2 separate regions of the Mus musculus genome follow, and region 2 is linked to region 1. A link is a contact called in public Hi-C data. All regions are on one chromosome and are shown on one strand. The core of a region is the stretch at or near the end of the contact, and the rest is flanking DNA. Distances in the headings are between cores, read along the strand shown. Region 1 overlaps Cyrib (CYFIP related Rac1 interactor B). Region 2 overlaps Asap1 (ArfGAP with SH3 domain, ankyrin repeat and PH domain1).

Evidence for each region. A called contact is a pair of places that touch in the nucleus more often than the background predicts.
Region 2: a Hi-C map of bone marrow-derived macrophages shows a contact between it and region 1, with 46 read pairs. A contact is called at or near these places in 9 of 484 Hi-C or Micro-C datasets (B cells, the HL-1 cell line, Sertoli cells and 6 more), 7 of 130 datasets of targeted methods (CD8 T cells, the HPC-7 cell line, the NIH/3T3 cell line and 4 more) and 3 of 9 other capture datasets (adipose tissue, bone marrow-derived macrophages and liver).

The regions. Positions count from the first base shown.
Region 1 is chr15:63,999,603-64,005,151 of GRCm38.p6, forward strand. The region is part of intron 2 of Cyrib (CYFIP related Rac1 interactor B); the gene reads right to left. Among named protein-coding and RNA genes, the nearest start is that of Gm25628, 24 kb to the right of the region's middle.
Region 2 is chr15:64,084,331-64,089,547 of GRCm38.p6, forward strand. Asap1 (ArfGAP with SH3 domain, ankyrin repeat and PH domain1) reads right to left here. Exons shown (of 31, transcript NM_010026.3): 31 at 2,510-5,191. The coding sequence ends at 5,117. Among named protein-coding and RNA genes, the nearest start is that of Gm20717, 11 kb to the right of the region's middle.

The DNA of each region.
Region 1 (5,549 bases), core at 774-3,273:
TACAGTCTTCACCCACTGGCCTTAATGCTATCTGTGGGAATCAGAAGTGGACATTGGCCCTGAGGTGCTTATACTCTGAAAAGAGTTGGCTGGTGACTAAAAACAATGAGACAGGTCTGCTGAGAGCACAAAAGGCTCCTTTCTGAGCAGCTTCCCCCTCATCGACCCAGGACCCATTTTCTGGACATAGCGAGAAACACAAGCAAGCTCCACCATTGCCCATGTGCAGAAAGCTGGCTCAGGAAACAAGCCCCCTACAAGAAAGGCTAAATTTCTTCTTCCACAGTTCTTTCTCCCCCCTTCTGCCTCACCACAATCACATTTCATTCAGCTGAGGCCAAAGGTTTAGAAGTTTTAGATTACAAAAGCAAGCAGAAGGACACCGGGAAGACGTTGGCAAAAGAGGCCTGGCCAGTCAGAGACGCTGCAGTCAGGGCCACTACCTCAGATCTCTGGAATCCTCTCACTACTTACACGGTGCCAAGCATTGTACGCAGCCTTTGACTTGCATTTCCTCCTTTGCTTTTCATAGACACCCATCTGGTACTGTTTTCATGTCCGCTTTGTAAATGAGGAATGCGGGGTTCAGTATGTGACAGTTCCAGGATTCGAACGCAATCTGTCAGCTCCGAGATCTGTCTGATTCTCCACATATATATACTACACTCTGTCTACTTCTCAAATTTCAAAGCACGACGACGATGATGACAGAGCTAAAGGGACGCTCGGCAGTTAGGAACACTTAACTGTTCTTACAGAGGATGTGTGTGTGTGTGCATGCGTGTGTGAGTGTGCGTGTATGTCTGTGTGCATGTGTGTGTGTGTGTGTGCCTGTTTGTGTGTGTGCATGTGTGTGTGCACGTTTGTGTGCGTGCATGTGTTAATGTGTATGTGTGTGTGTGTGTGTGTGTGTGTGTGTGTGTGTGTGTGTGTGTGTTTGTGTATCAGGATCCATCACTCACATCAGGCCACTCACAACTGCCTTCCATTTTCCACTCCTAAGAAATCTGACACTCTCAGGCTTTTCACAGGCACCTGTATCCACATGCTTACACCTATGTGTATGTACACATACACACAAATGAAAATGAATAAATCTTTATAACATTAAGATAAACTGTTGGGTTCAATCAACGTTTTGTGCTATCCCTTCTACTATATCCCAGGATTCATGGGAAGGTCTGAGGTAGAGAACACATGGTCCCTCTTTGAGGTCTCTGGAGGTTTCTATAAAAGAGCAAGAGCTTGGAAATTGTAACAGAGAATGTTGTAATGTATGTTGTAAGAAGGAGCCATCTCTGCTTGGAACAGCTCTGAAGGTTTTGCCAAAGCTGGGGGACCTTTAGAGTTGGTCCTGAGGAACTGAGGCAAGAAAACGGGGCAGCAAGGGAGCAAGAGAAGTCTGTGAGACATCTGGGATAGGAGAGAAGGACAATAAAAAGCCAAAGCCACCGCAAATCTTAACACAGTGACAGGAAAAGATACTTGTAACGAAGGGAGAAACAGAATCTGATATATTTCCTATCAAGACCACTTGGTACAGGATGTCCAAATGGACCCACTGTGGGAGACAATAGAGGCCAGGAGGCCAGCAGAGAGGCTCTGGAGGGGTCCAAGTTGACAACAGTCTGGAGCTGGGGGGTGGCTTAGTTGTAGAACACTTGGCTGGCATGTTCAAGGTCCTGTAGATATCACTCCCGAGCCAAGCAAAGAATAAATGCTAAAATTAAGATATGTAGTCATGTATTTCCCTGGGTTTATAACTGATTGGAACTGGGGTCAAAGAAAACCAGAGTTGTAGGGACAGCAACCAAAGGGCTCTTAGCTGAGGACACTACATGGATGGCGTCTCCATCAGACCCCAGCTACCTTTACCAGGTGTCCATGCCTCTCCTCTAACCTTCACCCACGCAGGCCTTAACACACGGCCTTAACTGCTATCTCGAGATGAGCATTAACTATTTCCCAAGCCTTTCTCCTCTTTCCCCACAGATGCACTTAGCATTTAACAGCCTCAGAGTATTTCATCACACTGCAATAGCTCAGTTCCCTTCCACTGCTATGTGTCCATATCCAATATGCCAGCTGACCCTAGACCTGCTCACAATGGGGCTTTTTTTTTTCAAGGGCGGAGCGAAGCCAGGAGAAAGAGCCTTTAGGTAAAGGGTTTTGGAAAAGTGTGGCCTCAGGGCCAGCAGACTACAACACTCCCTAGTGAGAAGAGGTTTGTGCAACTGAATTATATGTAGACGCTGCACAACTCTAGGGGGGGGGGGGAACGGACCCCTTCCTGATGTCTAATTCCCTACAGAAGCTGCTGTCCATGTTCTCATCCCTTTGTCTTTCTTTCATTCATCCATTCGCCGCCCCACGTGCATTCTTGGGAGACACAGGGTAATAACAGAGCCAAAGCCACTTCAAAACTCTGGAGTGTACAGCCTGGTCAGGCTCAGAGCCCGCTCTCGGAATTACACTAATTCAACCTCTTGCAGTGTCAGTTTCTCCAACACTGTCTAACTGTCTCTCTTCCTTCCTGACAACTTCCTGATTCCTGCCTCTGCACCCTGCATTTCCAGGCAATGCCACAGGACAAGGAAGTACACACCAGAGTGCAGAGCCCAAGTGCACCATTCATTCACTCAGGATCTCCAACCTCCCATTTCCTACCTGGCCCCTGGGGATAAGAATCCACTGTCCAGCAAGGCACTTTCTGACCCCCAAAGAGTTGTCCTTATTAACTGTTGCTGCTGGGGCAGCCATCTAGGCTTTGGTTGTTCCACTATTTGAGGATGAGTGGTGACCACATAAATTCCCTGGATTATAATTGCTGGGTCCAAGAATCTAAACACGTTTATGGTTTCTAAGCTACATTACCCAGTTGCCTTACAACCCACCTGACGTGCACACTCAGGAGGAGAGCATCTTTCTCGCCTTCCCACCTCTCTGACAGTCAAGGACTGGGCTCGTTGTCCCACACGGTACTCTTGTATAGCACTGGCTAACAGCAGAGCCAAAGCCACCTCAAGATCTGGATGCAGCCAGGTCAGATTCAAAACCTGCTGGATAATTTCTCCCTTCTTCCTGGGATAAGCAAAACAGGGAATCTTCCAGACCAGAGGCTCCTCCCAACCATCTCCTCCATAGCCTGGGCTTCCAAGCAGACTCCACAGTCCCCCAGTGGACAAGGAGCCAATGAATATTTGATGAGAGCAGACAGTGAAGCCTGGGATAGGGCTGGAAGCTCATTTCACATTGGACAAAGACGTCAGAACTGCCATTTCAAAAGAACCAAAGATGAAGCCACCCTATCACACCCAAGACCTTCCTGCTATTTAACAAAACCTTAACCAGCCCTCTGAAGCCCCTGATGTCCTCGTGACCAAGATCCCCTTAAGTTAAAGGTCTGTATATGAGTCCCAGTCACATTTCCAAGTGGAACACATTTCTCACAGGAGGTGTTGAAGGCTCTTGTTCCAGCTCTCTTTGTGAACGACATCAAGGAAAAAGGACCCCACTGTCCTGCATCAGCTGTGACATCTCAGAACTGTACATCTGCTTTCTCTCCCCATGACTGTGTCTCAGCTCTCTGCCGCAAAAATTTCTCCCAGACTCCTTCCTAAAGGTGAAACCCTACTTACTTCCTTTCATTCACCTTCAGAGCACTTAACTTTCATAAACTGTCATTTTTAATGATTCTTAGCTTAAAAAGAAGAAGAGGAAGAAGAGGAGGAGAAGGAGGAGGAACAAGAAGAGGAAGAGGAAGTGGGCTCTGCCGCACTCCCTGCTACAATACCCAATTGCTAGAAGACTCCCCACACGTAAAAGGCTGGGCAGTAACTGAGATGCTGTGGACCTCCATACCATTTTTTTTTCCACTTTGTGAGTAATATGTTGACTGAAGCAAAAATTTGAAAATACATATGAGCAAAAAGAAAAATATATAAATACTCATGATCCAACCACCCACATCATATGGATACCCTTCCAAATGTTATTATGTATCTATATAAAGATAGAATATTTTTGTAAGAATGGCTCATATATGAATACTAATCTGCTATGTTCTACCGCACAGCATATCTTAGCTACCCCTGCTCAATGAACGTACATCACTGTTAGAGGCTATATAATAATAGTTCACCATATAGACACAGCATGAAATAAGTAACCAGTTGAGTCTGAGGTAAGATAACAGAGGGCTTTCTTCAACATCAAGGAAAGCAAAAGGCCTTATCAATGCACCAACCTCCTGACGGGCTCCCATTTTCTCCCCGTATTTGTATCTCTTCCGTGCTGTATTTCCACACAGCTGTACTCCCTACCACCCATTCACCACCTGGAGTTATTAGCAGCCCCACCACCCAAAGCAGCAAACTGTGTGTCACTGGGAAAGCTGAAATTGGAGGGGACGACGACGGCACAGTCTTCAGCACAGAGATCTGCGGCTGAGACTTGCAAGAGGAACGGCAAGCATGTTTTTTGTGCCAAGATTTGAAATGGAAAAAGAAGGAAAGCTCTTCTGTACACACTGTCCTTTCCCCCCTCTAAGCCAAGGCAAAGCTTTTCCCATGAGGGGTAGGCTGGCACAGAGCAGCTGATACGACACACAGTGTGAAGTTCAAAGCCCACTGCTCTGTCTGCAGACTTGGTGACTGCCGGAACATTCAAGAGGCATGCTCCCTCAGGATGCGCATCTTTCAACCGAGGGTGCAATCCCGCTGCGCAAAGAACCACTCACTGGGCCTTTTAGGCCCGATGATCACATGCCCTCCCTAAGCTAGGACACAGGTTGGGGTTCTGTCACCTTTAGGAAGGGACAAGATGACATGAGATCTCGGACAGCAGCAGAGCAATGGGAAAGGAAGGTGTCTGGATTGGCCATTCATTTCGGAGCCTCACTCCACTGTCACCACACCCCTAATCTTTGCTGTCCCTTCCACCCACCTCCACAGCACACCCTTGGCATCATGAGCTCTGTCTGGGCTGGTGAGATGACTTGGAGGGAAAGAATAACACGCTTGACCACCTGAGTTCAACTCCTGGGACTCACAAGGCAGAGAGGGAACCGACTTCTCGAAAGTTGTCTTCTGACCTCCACACATGCTATATTGTACATACGTTACACGCGCACACACAATGTAAAAAACAAAAATTAAAACACAGCTTTCCCTGTAAAACAAGAAAATCCTTGCTGTAGCCAAAGCCACCTATTTATCAATGACATTTTAAAACATTTTAAAATGCATTTTACAGAAATCTCATGCTTACACACACACACACACACACACACACACACACACACACAAAAGAAGAGTGACAGGCCCACTGCCTCCCAATCCTGCTGCTGTCCACAGAACGACTGCCGCCCATTTCATACTCGGCCTTCCAGCACCATCATGAGAGTTTTCTACTTCTGCTCGACTTTAGATGAAGAAAGTCAAGAACAAAGAGTTTGTCTATCTGCAGGAAGGCCCGCCTTCCTCACTTTCTCCTTTTCTTTTTTTTTTCTTTTTTTTTTTTTTTTTGAGACAGGGTTTCTCTGTGTATCT
Region 2 (5,217 bases), core at 416-2,915, 84 kb after region 1:
GATTGGAGCTGTAGTCCTGCAGTGACCATGTCTACTGTTGGTACATGGGGCTCACCTGAGGGAGGGCTGTGTTTAAAATGCTGATTCTTGGGCTCTCTCCTGGGGCTCAGCTTCCAGAGACAGAGTCTGGGAACCCGGTTCTCTTTTGAGTCCAGAAGCTCAGAGACCAGCCAGTGCATTTTCAAGCTGGTTCAGGTGACACATTTACCCTTTGCTTTCTGATCTGCTTGGAACTGTAAAGTTGGCATTTGAATCCCAACAAAGGCATCTCCCCTAGTAGAAGCAAAAAGCCTTCATAGTACTTGGCTTGGGTTTGCTGGGTGCTAAGACTTGTGCAAACAGCTGTGTTTATCTGAGCTTTAACTCCTGTTTTCAGAAGCTTACACTAGGAGGCTAGGTTCAAATCTAGCCTCCAACACCAGGAACAGCTTGACTCTTACTAAAGTTGCTCCTTAACCTGTGAACCAGCATCCTATGTAAATACACAGAGAACTCAGCCTTAGCACCGTTATCCTGTAAGGGGAGGCAGGGCTGGGAGCAGTGTAGCAAAGATGATTCTGGAGTCATCCTTCTGTTTCTGGCCTAGTTGCTTACTGCTGCCTGCCCTGGCTGCTTTGGGGTGCCACCCTCTATCTAGCCCTGAAGACTGCAAGTTGAATCTTTAACAGTCACCTCCCTGTTGCCAGTCCCCTTGTAGCTGAGCCCACATTTGTAAGATTCATATATTTTATTCATTTATCTGAACTCTTCCTGCTCTGTGAGTGTTGCAGGGAGAACATAGAGCTTTCTGCACCCATAGGTCTGGTATCCTCTGGCCACACGGGAAATGTCTAAATCAGCTTAGTAGGCTCATGTTAGTATTCAGTTGACTTCATCCTCACAGGGGCGACTGGCCACTGAAGCCAGGCTGAGTGTATCAGCCTGGCACCCGTAGATGGTGACACACAGTGAACAGGATACTCACGACAGAAGTGAGCCCATTCAATAGCCCCACGACGCAAAACTGACATGAGAACCCATCGAAGAGGGCAGAATAAAAGTTGAACATCATTCGTCTGTGTCACCACCCCACTGGCCCCTCTGGGAGTTAGGAAGACTTACAAATAGGGGTGATCAGGCACAGGCTTAGAGTAGAAGAAGACAAGGAGAAAAAGGGAGGGACAGTGACATTGAGGTCACAGGACTTGGGCTGGCAACTATTACCTGCCATTCTCTGTGGCCTGGAGGGGATCATCCAGCTATGCCTCATGAAGCTCACCTCCTAGAAGGCTGTACCGTCTGAAGGAATATGGGCTGTTTGTACTGAGCACTCAGAGAGCCAGGGGTGACCCCAGGGACCCTCCAGTTTCTAGACCATTCCTCTAGATATGGCTTCAGCTCTCTAGAGGTCAGCTGCTAAGTTGGTGTGTCATGGGATTGAAACCATAAGCAACCAATGGGAGACTGGCATTTTATCCCAAGATAAGCTGGCTCTCCTTGGATCCTGGACTGTACAGGTCACTGTCCCCCTCTTATGGAAAGATCCCAGTTAGAAATCACAGTCTTCCCCGTCAAAGCTGCTTTCCTTGGGTGGATGGTGTTTGTGTCGCTTTGTGAACAGACAGGAAGTGTACTAGCTCTCAAAAGAGGAAACGGCAACATCGTCCTGATGCAGCTTTCTTCTGCTCCCAGCTATCTCTGATTAGAACCGTGTCATGAAGCCTCTTGACTGTAGGGGTCTCGAGAATGGCCTCAGAGCGAGAACGCCTCATGTGGACTCCTGACTCAGGGTTTTTTCAGCCACGAACCTCCACCCTTGCATACTTTTCCCTGCACCTCATTTCCAGGACCCTCGGGCGCATAGAGGGGACAGTAGATACTGCAGAGTGCATTTGTTTCATCCACCCGACGTTGTGGCTGCATCAGGAGTGACAACCATGCAAGACAGTCGATGCAGCGCTCAGCACATTAACATATGATCCTTGCCACAGAAAAAGGCACAAAGTTAGAGTTATGCAAATAATCTCCTCTGTTGCCTTGAATGTTCAGTAGCCATGACTCCCTGCAAGGACGACCACCACCACGGGAGAGCCTTTACATTCATCCTGGAGGAGGGACTCAGGAGGTTCCTCCCTAGGGAGAAACAGGTAGTTAAGGTTTACAAGGCCTCCCCTCCCTGATACAAGGTGCTCAGAGTTCTTAGTGGTGTAGCTGCCTATAAGCTGCCCATGCCCCTATGAGTAACCTCTCATGGAAACTCCTCTAAGTAGCCCCAGTTAAAACACACGATTCACACTGTCTGGTCTGCCCTTAGTGCCATATCTGGGATGGACAGTTGTTTGTCGCCTCATGAAAACTTCACACACAGTGGGAGTGCGAGGGGACTAGGGTGAGCCTGCAAGGCTACACGCTGTTACGTCTCTAGAATGAGCTGTGACAAGAGTGACTTGTGCTTCCCATCTCTGCCCGAAATCCACACCATTTGTTTTTTTTTTCCCAGTCAGAAAGTAGTGGACAACTCACAAAATGGCCTGATGTCAGATGCTTGGGATCAACTGAGAATATGTTTATTTAAAAGCAATTTTAAATATTAAAAAAGTAGAAATTAACACATACAGTACTGAGAAACTGTCACATTAAATACATGTGAAATAAAAAGTGTACTGATGCTTCATGGTAACTCCCAGGTATGAACGTGGGATTTAACTAGTGGCAGGCATGACTGGGCTCCTAGATACCATGTCCAAGTAGTAGGCAATAAAAAAATAAATAACAATTGCTGTCCAACAGGAAAATAAGACACACTGTTTGCAGACATAATTTTTCCCTTCTTGGGGGGAAAAAAAGGAATGAATTTGATCTTTCTTTCTTAAGGTTGCATACGTTCAAAATAATTATGTCATGTACAAAACTGTAGATAGTGGCTTACCCCGTTCCAGAACAAGGTCAGATTTAAACTTAACAAGATTGCCAAAGGAATGTCTACCTAGTTTTCCTATGTCCCACAGTACGATGGAGTGAAGGAAACTCAAATTCCTGATGGGAAACAAACAAAAAACCAGAAAAGAAAGAGATGAACATACATTTGTGTGAGTCCCTGCAGGCAGCAGAAGAGAACAACGACTCCCTGTCATTTTAGAGATGGAACTTGCTTATCTAAAACAACAGCTTATGTTCAAATCAGCAGGGGACAGCCTAGACCTCCAAAATGCAACTTCGATGCATCTTAAGAACGTGTGAACAAAATGATCACTACCACATTCCAGAAGCCATTACGGCCTCTAAACCATGGCTGCCGGGTGCTGCCGGCCTTACACCAGCGTGCTGTCAGGCACCTTTGGCTCCTGGATTTGATGCCCGGGTACCCGGATGTCCAGACACTACGGAAGCAATTGCTCACGATCGGTTCCCAGTAGCAGCTGATGGAGCATTTTGCAGGTTTGTCCTGCAAGGTTATTTCTTGGGTGGCTATTCAGAGTTCTCACTGTCTCCGCTAGGCAGAACTGAGTGTTTACTGAGCACCGTGGCCCTTCCCACAAGCTTTGGGGGGAACTCTGCTTCTGTGAAATCAGTGCGTTTTTTATTCATTGCCAAGATTATCTGTTTAAGAGTATTTTCTTCTGTGCTGTGCTCAAAATGAACTTAACCAAATGTGACATGGCATGACAGCACACCTCAAATGTGACATGGCATGACAGCACACCTCAGAATCACAACAGTCCTGGACCCAGGAGTAAAACAGCTACTGCATCCTTTCCCCAAACTCACTCTGAAGCCAAAGGTGGAGATGCAATGTGCTGAATGGGCAGAGGGAAAAGAATCAAAACACAAGCAACAACAGAGACAGACAGACAGACAGAGATGGCTTGCAGAGAGCTTTATCACAGTGCAATTCATAGCAGCGTCCCACAGCTCGGTTATAAACTGACCTGAAGGGCACGTGTTTACTGGCTAAGTTGAGGGTATGAAATTACTCCAGCATTGGAGTTTAAGGAAGAGAAGAGGAGGGAGAAAAGCGTGAGATCAGCACCTGGTCTGCACGAGAAAACGGAAAGACCGACTTTACAAGTTTTCCAACTTGAATAGTCAAGGCTTAATCAAGAACAAAGTGAAGAAAATCATGTCGAACTGACCCCTTAGACGCTTTTCAACACCGCTGGGGGTGCTGCGTCCACACCATGTGCAAACACTGTGGAAAAGGCCAAATGAGTGACCAGAAACAAGCATTGTTGCAATCTTGTAACTTCTGCTTTAATGGCAATCAAGTTTAAAACTGTACAGTTCACTTCTTCATCCTGTTTGTTCCTTTATAAAAGGCAGAATTCGGGTAAGCGTCTAGATGCATGCATAACGTAGAGGCAGAGAGTTTCTGGCAGTCCTTGGTTCCTGAAAGTTGGACTTCATCAGACATGGTTTTAAGCTTTTGTCAAAATAGTCATGAAGGATATGTTACTTCTGCATAATGAGGTAATATCTCAGGGGTGGCCACTCGCCATAAGATGTACAAACCCACTCATCTAAACTTGCACAAGGCTGCATATGCTGGAAAATGCTGCAGAGGGTTTTGTGTCAGTGAGTATTTGCTGAAGGAATAACACGAGTAACTGAACACTTCTCTGTAATAAATACCAAAGTAGGTTTTTGTAGCTGTAAACTGTGTACACAGATAACTACAGGCTGGCTGGCCAGGGACTAACTTTACGTTCCACCGGGAGCGCAGAACCCACCTCTGCTCATGTCGCACGTTCAGTAACGCCATTGAGAATACTGCATTGTTAGGAGTCGGTACTGCACCCTTCGACGGCTGCTGGAGACTCCTCACCTGGAAAGCCAGCAGTTCCTATACTCCTGGTTTTTGTTTGCTCATAAAACAGCACAGAGAGATGTAAGTGCTAGATGCCAAGGATGGCTTTGGCAAACCGGTAAGGCGCACCAGGTCCCGAGGTTACCCTAATACTGGTGAAGGCAGAAGACCACAGGATATTTACAATACATACTATATTCCCCTCCTGAGTGGCCCTTCCATGAGTTCTTGGTCTGTAACAGCAGCTATATACATGTTGTACACAGGATTACATGGAGACAGCGGTCTGGCATGAAGGGTGTGGACGGACGGACAGAAGGTTCTGCTTTTTTGCTAGTCAGACAGGATGTGGACAAAGGACACTGGAAAGACACCCTTCCTTTCAGGCTGTCCTTCGATATGCCCGATCTGTAGGGAGAAAGGAGTAGTTAGAC